Linked DNA regions of Bos taurus: region 1 is linked to region 2. The links are chromatin contacts, called in public Hi-C maps. All regions are on one chromosome and are shown on one strand. The core of a region is the stretch at or near the end of the contact, and the rest is flanking DNA. Distances in the headings are between cores, read along the strand shown.

Region 1 (4,425 bases), core at 1,063-3,562, 100 kb after region 2:
AAATGTCTAGAAATGACCAGCTGGGTGACGAACAAGTCCTGGTGTGGACAAGGTGTAAGGTCTATGTTCAAGGAAAACCACAGGAAAAAGAACTTGGTTTGAGCCTGGGAAAGAGAAACAGCAAGGTTGAGAACAGAGGCCAAGCGTTGCTGATGCAGACAACGGTGCAAGAAAGGCCTTGTGGCCAGTGACGTTCTCTATAGGACTCTTGCTTCCAGCTCACACAGGTGCTCCCACCCCCAGCCTGCCTCCAGTTCCCCTTTGCCTCCCTTCCTTCACTTCAAACTCCTTCAAAGCTGCCTGTGCTCCCTGCTCCCCTCCTCTGCACTCCTCTACCCTCAGTCCAGGCCTACCCTGCTGGTGCTCCTAGAAGCATGCCAGCAAGGTCTCCAAGGACTTACTGGTCGCCATATCCAGGCAACAGATAATCCTCAACTCTAATCTTATTTCACTCATTCGTTGGTCATTCATTCATTTATTCAAAGAATATTTGTTAGGAGCCAACTGCCTGCCTGGTGCTGGGGATATGATATTGAGCAAGACCCATTAGGTACAATTTCCTGACAGAGAGTGTCTACTTCTTCCTAAGATGCCATACACTCATGCACACACACTCAGGCATACTCAGACAGGCACACACACTTGCTTTTTCTGTTTACACCTTCCCTGGAGCCTCTACTAGGGATCCAGCTGCTAGGCATGCAATCTACACAGGACACAGACAAATGGGAAGGAAGTTGGGCCAGTAGCCTAAGGAAGCTGGGAGGAAGAGGGCCAGACGGCCTGGAGGGGCACCCCAGGATGTTCGAATCATCACTTGGCCATTTGGTAGGGCCTGGGGAGTGTGTAACTCTGAGCGGCAGACACCCAGTGGAGAAGGGCACACAGCCAGGATCTCAGGTTCTGGCCACTTCAGGCAGTTGTCCAGGCAAGGCACTTCCCAGAGGGCCAGGGAGGAACCTGGGGGACTGATTGCAGCCTTTGGGGAGGCAAGCCATCTGGGCGCATGCCTGCTACATCATACTCCTTCACCGAACACTGGCTTTGCTCCTGGAGCATGAAACTCCTAGAACTGTCCCCATGAGGAAGGGAGTCTCTGGGAGGGACCCTGGATTCTGGGCTGGACACTGACACCCTATAAATTCAAGGAGCCAGCCTGTCAGGGGCCTGGCTGGTTGAACACTCAAGGGTTTGGGTGATGGAAGGTCCCAGAATTTTCCACTCTTTCTCTTCCTAGGGAATTATATAAAGTAAATGAAGAATAAAAAGAAGGAGAAAGAAGATGGGGGAAGGAGAAAAGGAGCAGGAAAAAAGGAGGAGATGGAGAAGAAAAGCATTTTTTAAAACACCATCCAAATCATAGTACTAATATTTCTCTGCTTAAAACCTTTAAGTAACTTCCCATTGCTCTTTGAATAACTACACCCCTCCCCTCACCCCTCTCCCCCTCCCTCCTCACCCCTTCCAGTCATAGGAGGCCTGCTAGGATGTGTGCACACAGGTCTTATGGGAAATTCCTTCATGTGGTTGCAAGTGAAACAGAAGGAGCAGCTTAACAGGCTCATCATAAGGAACTACAAGAAGGGGTTTTAGGGGAACACCATGGCAGTTCAGTGGTTAGGACTCAGTTTTCACTGCCAAGGATACAGGTTCAATCCCTGGTTAGGGAACTAAGAGCCCAAAAACTGTGCAGGCAAATGGGTCAGTAGCTTAGTTGTGTCTGATTCTGCAAACATGGACTATAACCCACCAGGCTCCTCTGCCCATGGGATTCTCCAAGCAAGAATACTGGTGTGGGTTGCCATTTCCTTCTCCAGGGGATCTTCCCAATCCAGGGATCAAACCTGGGTCTCATGCATTGCAGGCAGATTTTTTTTTTTACCATTTGAGCCACCAGGGAAGCTGGCAAATAAATAAATGAATACATATATTTTTTTTAAAAAGAAAGGGGCTTTAGTCCTAGATGTGTGACTAGAGGACTATGGGAAAATCATGGCCTAAGCCTCCTTTTCTTTACCTGGTCAGTGATCAGGGAGGGTAAAACCTGCCCTGCCGGCCTTGCTGGGTTATTGGGAGGCTCAGGTGAGATAAAGAGCCTAGAAACCTTTGTGAACTATCAAATACTAAACAAATAAAGGATTGTTCCTGCTACTGAGGAAACTACCTTGAGAAGTGTCAGAGGCCCACACCTCTTTCAGCTCTCAGTGCTTTCTTTCTAATAATCCTTTATCACATTATAACACCTTACGCCTTTCAAAGTACTTCAGTATATACATTGTGTCATTTGTTCTGAGCCATTCCTGCACAGTGGCCAGGCAGGGCTGCCCCTTGCTGGGCATATAAGGGCACAGGCTCAGAGGGGGTGAAGTCACCAGAAGGGCCAGTGTCACGGGGAGTGTTGTGGCCGAGCCAGGCAAGCTCTTCTTAGAGGATGAACTTCCCCATGGTGGTTAGCATGGCCTTTGAAAAGTAAAGTGAAAGTGTTAAGTCGCTCAGTCTTGTCTGACTCTTTGTGACCCCATGGACTGTAGCCTGCCGGGCTCCTCTGTCCATAGAATTCTCCAGGCAAGAATACTGGAGTGGGTTGCCATGCCCTCCTCCAAGGGATCTTCCTGACCCAAGGATCAAACCTGGGTTTCTTGCATTGTAGACAGATTCTTTACTGTCTGAGCCACCAGGGAAGCCCAGCATGGTGGGGCTATTTCAGGGGACACTTGAGCTTTTGCAGTGAGACAGGCTGGGTTTTGAGGATCTACTTACGTGGGGCCCCTAGGAGTTTGCCCAGGCTGCTCTGTCATTACTCTGCGACAGTGGTCAGCCAGCTATCAGGCCAGAGGTGTGCCTTTTGGATCGTATTAGGATCCTCCTAACCACAAAGAGTGCTGTTGCCTAGTGCTGCACAAACACCACTCGATGGCTCATCTGCACAACCAGGGCGTGTCAGCCCCGTGTCGCCTCTGGGGTAGGGCGAGCCCGCTCCCTGTCCCCAAGTTCTCACAGTTGGAGACACAGCAGCGCACGGGCAAATAACAGCAGAGAGTGGCGCGAGCATCCTCTCAAGCCAGGGACACTGTGATCCTCCCGGATAAGACAGAAGGAGCTCAGAAAGACCGAGACCTCTGGGGACTGGGAGGCTGGGAGGAAGCTTCCTGGCTCAGGACACCGGGTCCCCCTCCCCTAAGTCGGTCTCCGGGTCTGACTGAAACATTCTTGCTGTTTGTGAATCACACCAGGAAACCGCCTCTGCAACATTCCAGGATGCGAGAGCCACGCCCTCGGTCTGACTGCTGATTGGCGGTGGCGTGAGTCAGGGGAAAGGGCACGGGACGGGCAGTCTGGAGATGCGGGGCTCTGCGCCTTGATCTACAGCAGAGCCAGATCAGCCAAAGAGATTGGGGCGCGTTTCCTGTCAAGGTCAAATGGCTGGGTGGCCCCGGTCTGGCCTCAACCCAGGTCTCCTGAGTTTCTATTGTAGGAGCCTCCCCGCAAGTCGGTGGTGATGATGACGAGCATTCGAGAGGGGAGGGGGCAGGCAGGGAGACGCGATCTGGAAGGAGGGCGAGGCTGGAATGATAGCCCGCCGGGTGGGCCATTTCTCCCACCCCACCGCAACTCCACTTCCTTTCCCCGAGTCCCCCGAGGGGCTGAATGAGACTGAGAAGAGTGATGGGAGTTGTTCCCACGACATTTATAAGCGTTAAAACAAAACAAACAAAAAAAAAAACCAGGCAATCTAACTGTGCAATATGGAGAGTGATCTGAAATATATCCTAAAGTAACCATTCAAAGCAAAACTTTTAGAAAATAGAATGTGTTTGTGACCTTGGGGTCAGTTCAGTTCAGTTGCTCAGTCGTGTGTGTTTGTGACCTTGGGGTCAGTCAGTTCAGTTCAGTTGCTCAGTCGTGTCGGACTCTTTGCGACTTCATGGACTGCAGCACGCCAGAGGAAGAGTTTTTAAGCATAAGGCAAAAAGTGCTGATCATGGAAAAAGATTGATAAATGTTGTCTACATGAAAATGAAGAATCCTGGTTTTAAAAAGGTAACCACTGCACCAAAAGCATGAAATGTCAAGCCACGGTGCCCTCCTGCAGAGGATCTTCCCGACCCAGGGATTGAAGCCACCGCGTCTCTTGTGTTTCCTGCATTGGCAGCAAGATCTTTATCACTAGAGTCACCTGGGAAGGCCGTGTAAGCAACAAAAGGCTCAAAGCCAAAATAGAAAAGAAAAGTGACGGAGAGACTTGAAGGGAAGATTCACAAAAGAAGACACAATAGTGCTATATTAAGCATGTGAAAAGGTGCTCAACTTTATTTGGTGTCAGAGAAGACCAAACTAAAACCACTTTGAAATACCACATATCTAAAACTAAGAATACCAATATTAAGTGTTCTGGTTCTGGTGTGAAACCCCTGGAACCCTTGT
Region 2 (4,003 bases), core at 524-3,023:
GTAATACAAGTTTCCCAAAGGGATGTGAAGACAGGACTTAAAATCAGTAACAGCCTAAAGTACTTCTAAATCTTAAGGTAAAGACAACTTAACACTGAAAAAGTGTTCTTCATAGGCCAAATCTCAATATATTTGGCAAACGTGTTAATAAATTTCACTCCTCCTTCCCACCTTTTTAAAACAATTTTGGGCTACCAAACTGCTAGAGGAGTTGCCAAAATGGAGACTATTCAAATTTAGGTTAAGATATTTATTCTAGGAAAGTGAATAGGCTATACACTTAGTTAGAAAGACAAACCACAACACCCTCCAAACACTAGTGCATGCAATTAACTCTTCCATTTCATAAACTCAATGGAGACAGGAAGGGAACAAAGCGGGAGAAGAGAAGAGCAACGTGAAGTCAAGAGCAAATGAAGGAATCCGGGACAGAAGCTTTAGGGGACTGAGAAAATGAAGGGGAGGACACGGTTAACTGACATTGGATAGTAGGCAGTCAGGATTTATCTTTCAGTTTACTTAGCAAGTTAAATCAGTGCTTTATGTTAAACTCCACAAACCCACTAGTTTACCCCTTTCATTTTTAAATAACTCATACCACAGGGTGGTGGGGAAGAAGCAAATAAAGCAGCATGCAGGAAGAGACACGAGGAAAAAGTGGCCAAGGAAAAGAATTGGTGGCAGGAATAGTTTTAAATATCAAGGCCACTTAAAATGAGACTCAGCAAACCAAAGCGATCATTTCTGTATTATCCTTTGTCCTCAATTAACTACTTTGAAAATTACAGCCAAGCAAACCACAAACATTTTAATGCTTTATGTTTCGATGATATGTCTCCTGCACATGCTTCCACCAAAACAAAACAACAAAAAAAAGGAAAAACCAAAGAAGTTCCTTTCCACATAAGGCACAGGACAAAATTAATCCCATTTACATATTCAAGGCGAAAATGAATGTTTTCCTGGCTTTTTTCTTTTGCTATCACATGTCTATAGATTATAGGGACTCAAGCACATTTATCCATGACAGAAAATTCCACTGTTGTACAAAATAAAATTGTTAATTCTAACTTTTATTCTTATACAATTTGCAGAATAGAGTTGAAATGATTGCTATAGGTTTTAATGTTGATAAGAATTGGACTATAATACAACTGAAATGCAGTGGTGAGCTGAGCAAGTACATTTAAAAATGAACTCACAGACATGATTCTTCTATACATTTTTTGTTTGAGGAAAATTATAAAGTCAGCAAGCAGTCACAGATGAAACAACAAATAAAACAGGTGGACTAGAGAGTTAAGATGAGGAACGAAAATATCTGTTTAAGAGTTAAAAATGGGACAGAGTGGTTTATTTTGCAGCAAGAAGAGAAAACAGGGTGGTGGATGGCAACTGATGGAACAGCAGAGCGCTCAGCAACATTTGCTCTTCCAGCCTGTCACACCTCCTCCACTGCTGATATCTACGTTTTCACTGTTGGGCTCTTTTACAGGGGTCTGCAACAAACACACAAGGAGAGCAACCCGTGAAAAACACTGCCATAGATACACCAAGATTCAACAGAAGTATTCCCATAAATGTTAATTATGTAACAAGATGCAATTACAGTCACATGAGATACGTTTTCTCCTCCACGCAAAGTAAAGAAACGGAAGCTTTGTTTTTGACCTTCATTTTGTCTTCTTCCAATTGTGAAATGTCCACAGGCCTCCTGGCTTCCCTTTGTTGAGCTTCTGAAATCTGCTCCACCCTACCTCTTGTGATGAGTGGTATGTTATCTCTTAGATCTGAGCCCTGAGTACTTAGTACTTAAAAAAAAAAAAAACCCGTGCATATGCATACTTCATGCATATGATGAAACTAACGCTGTATCATCAGAGAGGTGAAATAGCCCTTTTCTGTTTCATTTTACTTGCCTTTTGAGACTGGAGCTTGTATTACCATAGCGTTGTTTTAAAAAGGCAATTTTATGATGATATACTAACATTAAATGAAGGAAATACAGTGGGCCAGAATGCAAAGTTGAATAATTCATGTTAAAGGCCAATATAGGAAAAGATCAAAATAAGAGATGCCAAAATTTTAACAGTAGCAACCCTTAGGTGGTGGATTTATGAATGATTTTATCTGGGGTGGGGGCAGATATTGGTATTTCAAGTATAAAAACAGAAAGGTTACCAGAAGCAATTAAATTTTCTCCTTTTCTCCTATATAATGTTTGCTTCTCCTTCAGGACTGTATCAGATTTTCTCTATTTTATGTCCATTTAAATATACCGGAAGACTAACAGAGAATTCAGGACTCATATCAAACCTGTGTATATTACCTAGTCATTTGAGGGAAAAATATGAATATCTCCTTGGAAGGAAAGTTATGACCAACTTAGATAGCATATTCAAAAGCAGAGACATTACTTTGCCAACAAAGGTCTGTCTAGTCAAGGCTATGGTTTTTCCTGTGGGCATGTATGGATGTGAGACTTGGACTGTGAAGAAGGCTGAGCGCCGAAGAATTGATGCTTTTGAACTGTGGTGTTGGAGAAGACTCTGGAGAGTCCCTTGGACTGCAAAGAGATCCAACCAGTCCATTCTGAAGGAGATCAGCCCTGGTATTTCTTTGGAAGGACTGATGCTAAAGCTGAAACTCCAGTACTTTGGCCACCTCATGCGAAGAGTCGACTCACTGGAAAAGACTCTGATGCTGGGAGGGATTGGGGGCAGGAGGAGAAGGGGACGACAGAGGATGAGATGGCTGGATGGCATCACTGACTCGATGGACGTGAGTCTGAGTGAACTCTGGGAGTTGGTGATGGACAGGGAGGCCTGGCATGCTGTGATTCATGGGGTCACAAAGGGTCAGACATGACTAAGCAACTGAACTGAACTGATGAATATCTGATTTCCCAATTTTGCTACAAGTTATTTGTACTGGCAACTTAGGCAATTCACAAATTAAACCCAGAACCTAACTGTGAGGTAAAATGAATTCCCTGAGATCAATTTTCAGCATTTTCTTTTTAAACTCACAGGTTGAAATGATTGGGTAAATGAAATTTGGTTATCAGTTCAGTTCAGTTACTCAGTCGTGTCTGACTCTTTGCAACCTCATGGACTGCAGCACGCCAGGCTTCCCTGTTCATCACCAAGTCCCAGAGCTTGCTCAAACTCATGTCCATCAAGTCAGTGATGCCATCCAAAAACCTCATCCTCTGTTGTCCCTTTCTCCTCCTGCTTTCAATTTGGGTATAGACTTACTCTATTCAGTATAAAGTATATACATCCCCTTCACTGGCACATCTGAGAAATGACTATATAAAAGAATAGGGATTCTGTAGCAATTAGGTACAGAACAGATTCACCTCTTGAATTTTAAAAAACTATTTATGAGAAGGCAAAGGTTATATAAGAGAAATTAATCAAAAAGACTCACAAGACCATGGACCAAACAAAAAGCTGAAAAAAGGAATATGAAATTGGGAATTAGAGACTGAGATTTCTATACTGCTCTCTGCTCCTTTCAGCTCCTTTCTTCTCTCTGGAGGATTAGATACTGTGATGGGTAAATGTACTCATCCAAATGTACTCAAATCCAATTTTTGTATGTAAATCTAGTACTTTAGAAAACAGGAAAATGTTCAACTGTTGACACCCGACACCTTAGCAGTAAAAGAACAGAAAAGAAAGAAATTTACCTTTCGAAGGATATCTTCAGCTAATGTGAGAAATGCCTTTTCGATGTTTATATTTGCTTTTGCACTAGTCTCAAAAAATCTAATACCATGCTCTCTTGCAATCTAAAAAAGAAACAAAATATCACAAAATTATCAAGTATAGGTTATCAACTGATGACTTCAGCTTCCTAAAGGAAAAAGTAATATTATTCTGAAGGTAGCAGTCTCAACTAGGTTATCTAAAATGAACAGATTATTTTAATGGGTTCAAGCTCCTTAAAAAACAAATAAAAAATCCACTCCAATGATAAGCTATCATTTTCAACAGCG

Evidence for each region. A called contact is a pair of places that touch in the nucleus more often than the background predicts.
Region 1: a Hi-C map of blood shows a contact between it and region 2, with 3 times the contacts expected there. The contact joins two enhancer-like sites. A contact is called at or near these places in 3 of 11 Hi-C or Micro-C datasets (blood, liver and skin fibroblasts).

What each region holds. Positions count from the first base shown.
Region 1 is chr11:73,447,364-73,451,788 of ARS-UCD2.0, forward strand. No RefSeq gene overlaps it. Among named protein-coding and RNA genes, the nearest start is that of KIF3C, 10 kb to the right of the region's middle. Within about 2 kb of position 2,313, at least 60 of the 102 cell types and tissues checked have an H3K27ac peak or open chromatin away from gene starts, as enhancers often do. A contact at or near this core is called in blood, where this site is marked.
Region 2 is chr11:73,343,233-73,347,235 of ARS-UCD2.0, forward strand. RAB10 (RAB10, member RAS oncogene family) reads right to left here. Exons shown (of 6, transcript NM_001101288.1): 5 at 3,695-3,796; 6 at 236-1,499. The coding sequence ends at 1,416. The region is part of intron 2 of LOC132346607 (a long non-coding RNA gene); the gene reads left to right. Among named protein-coding and RNA genes, the nearest start is that of GAREM2, 27 kb to the left of the region's middle. Within about 2 kb of position 1,774, at least 7 of the 102 cell types and tissues checked have an H3K27ac peak or open chromatin away from gene starts, as enhancers often do. A contact at or near this core is called in blood, where this site is marked.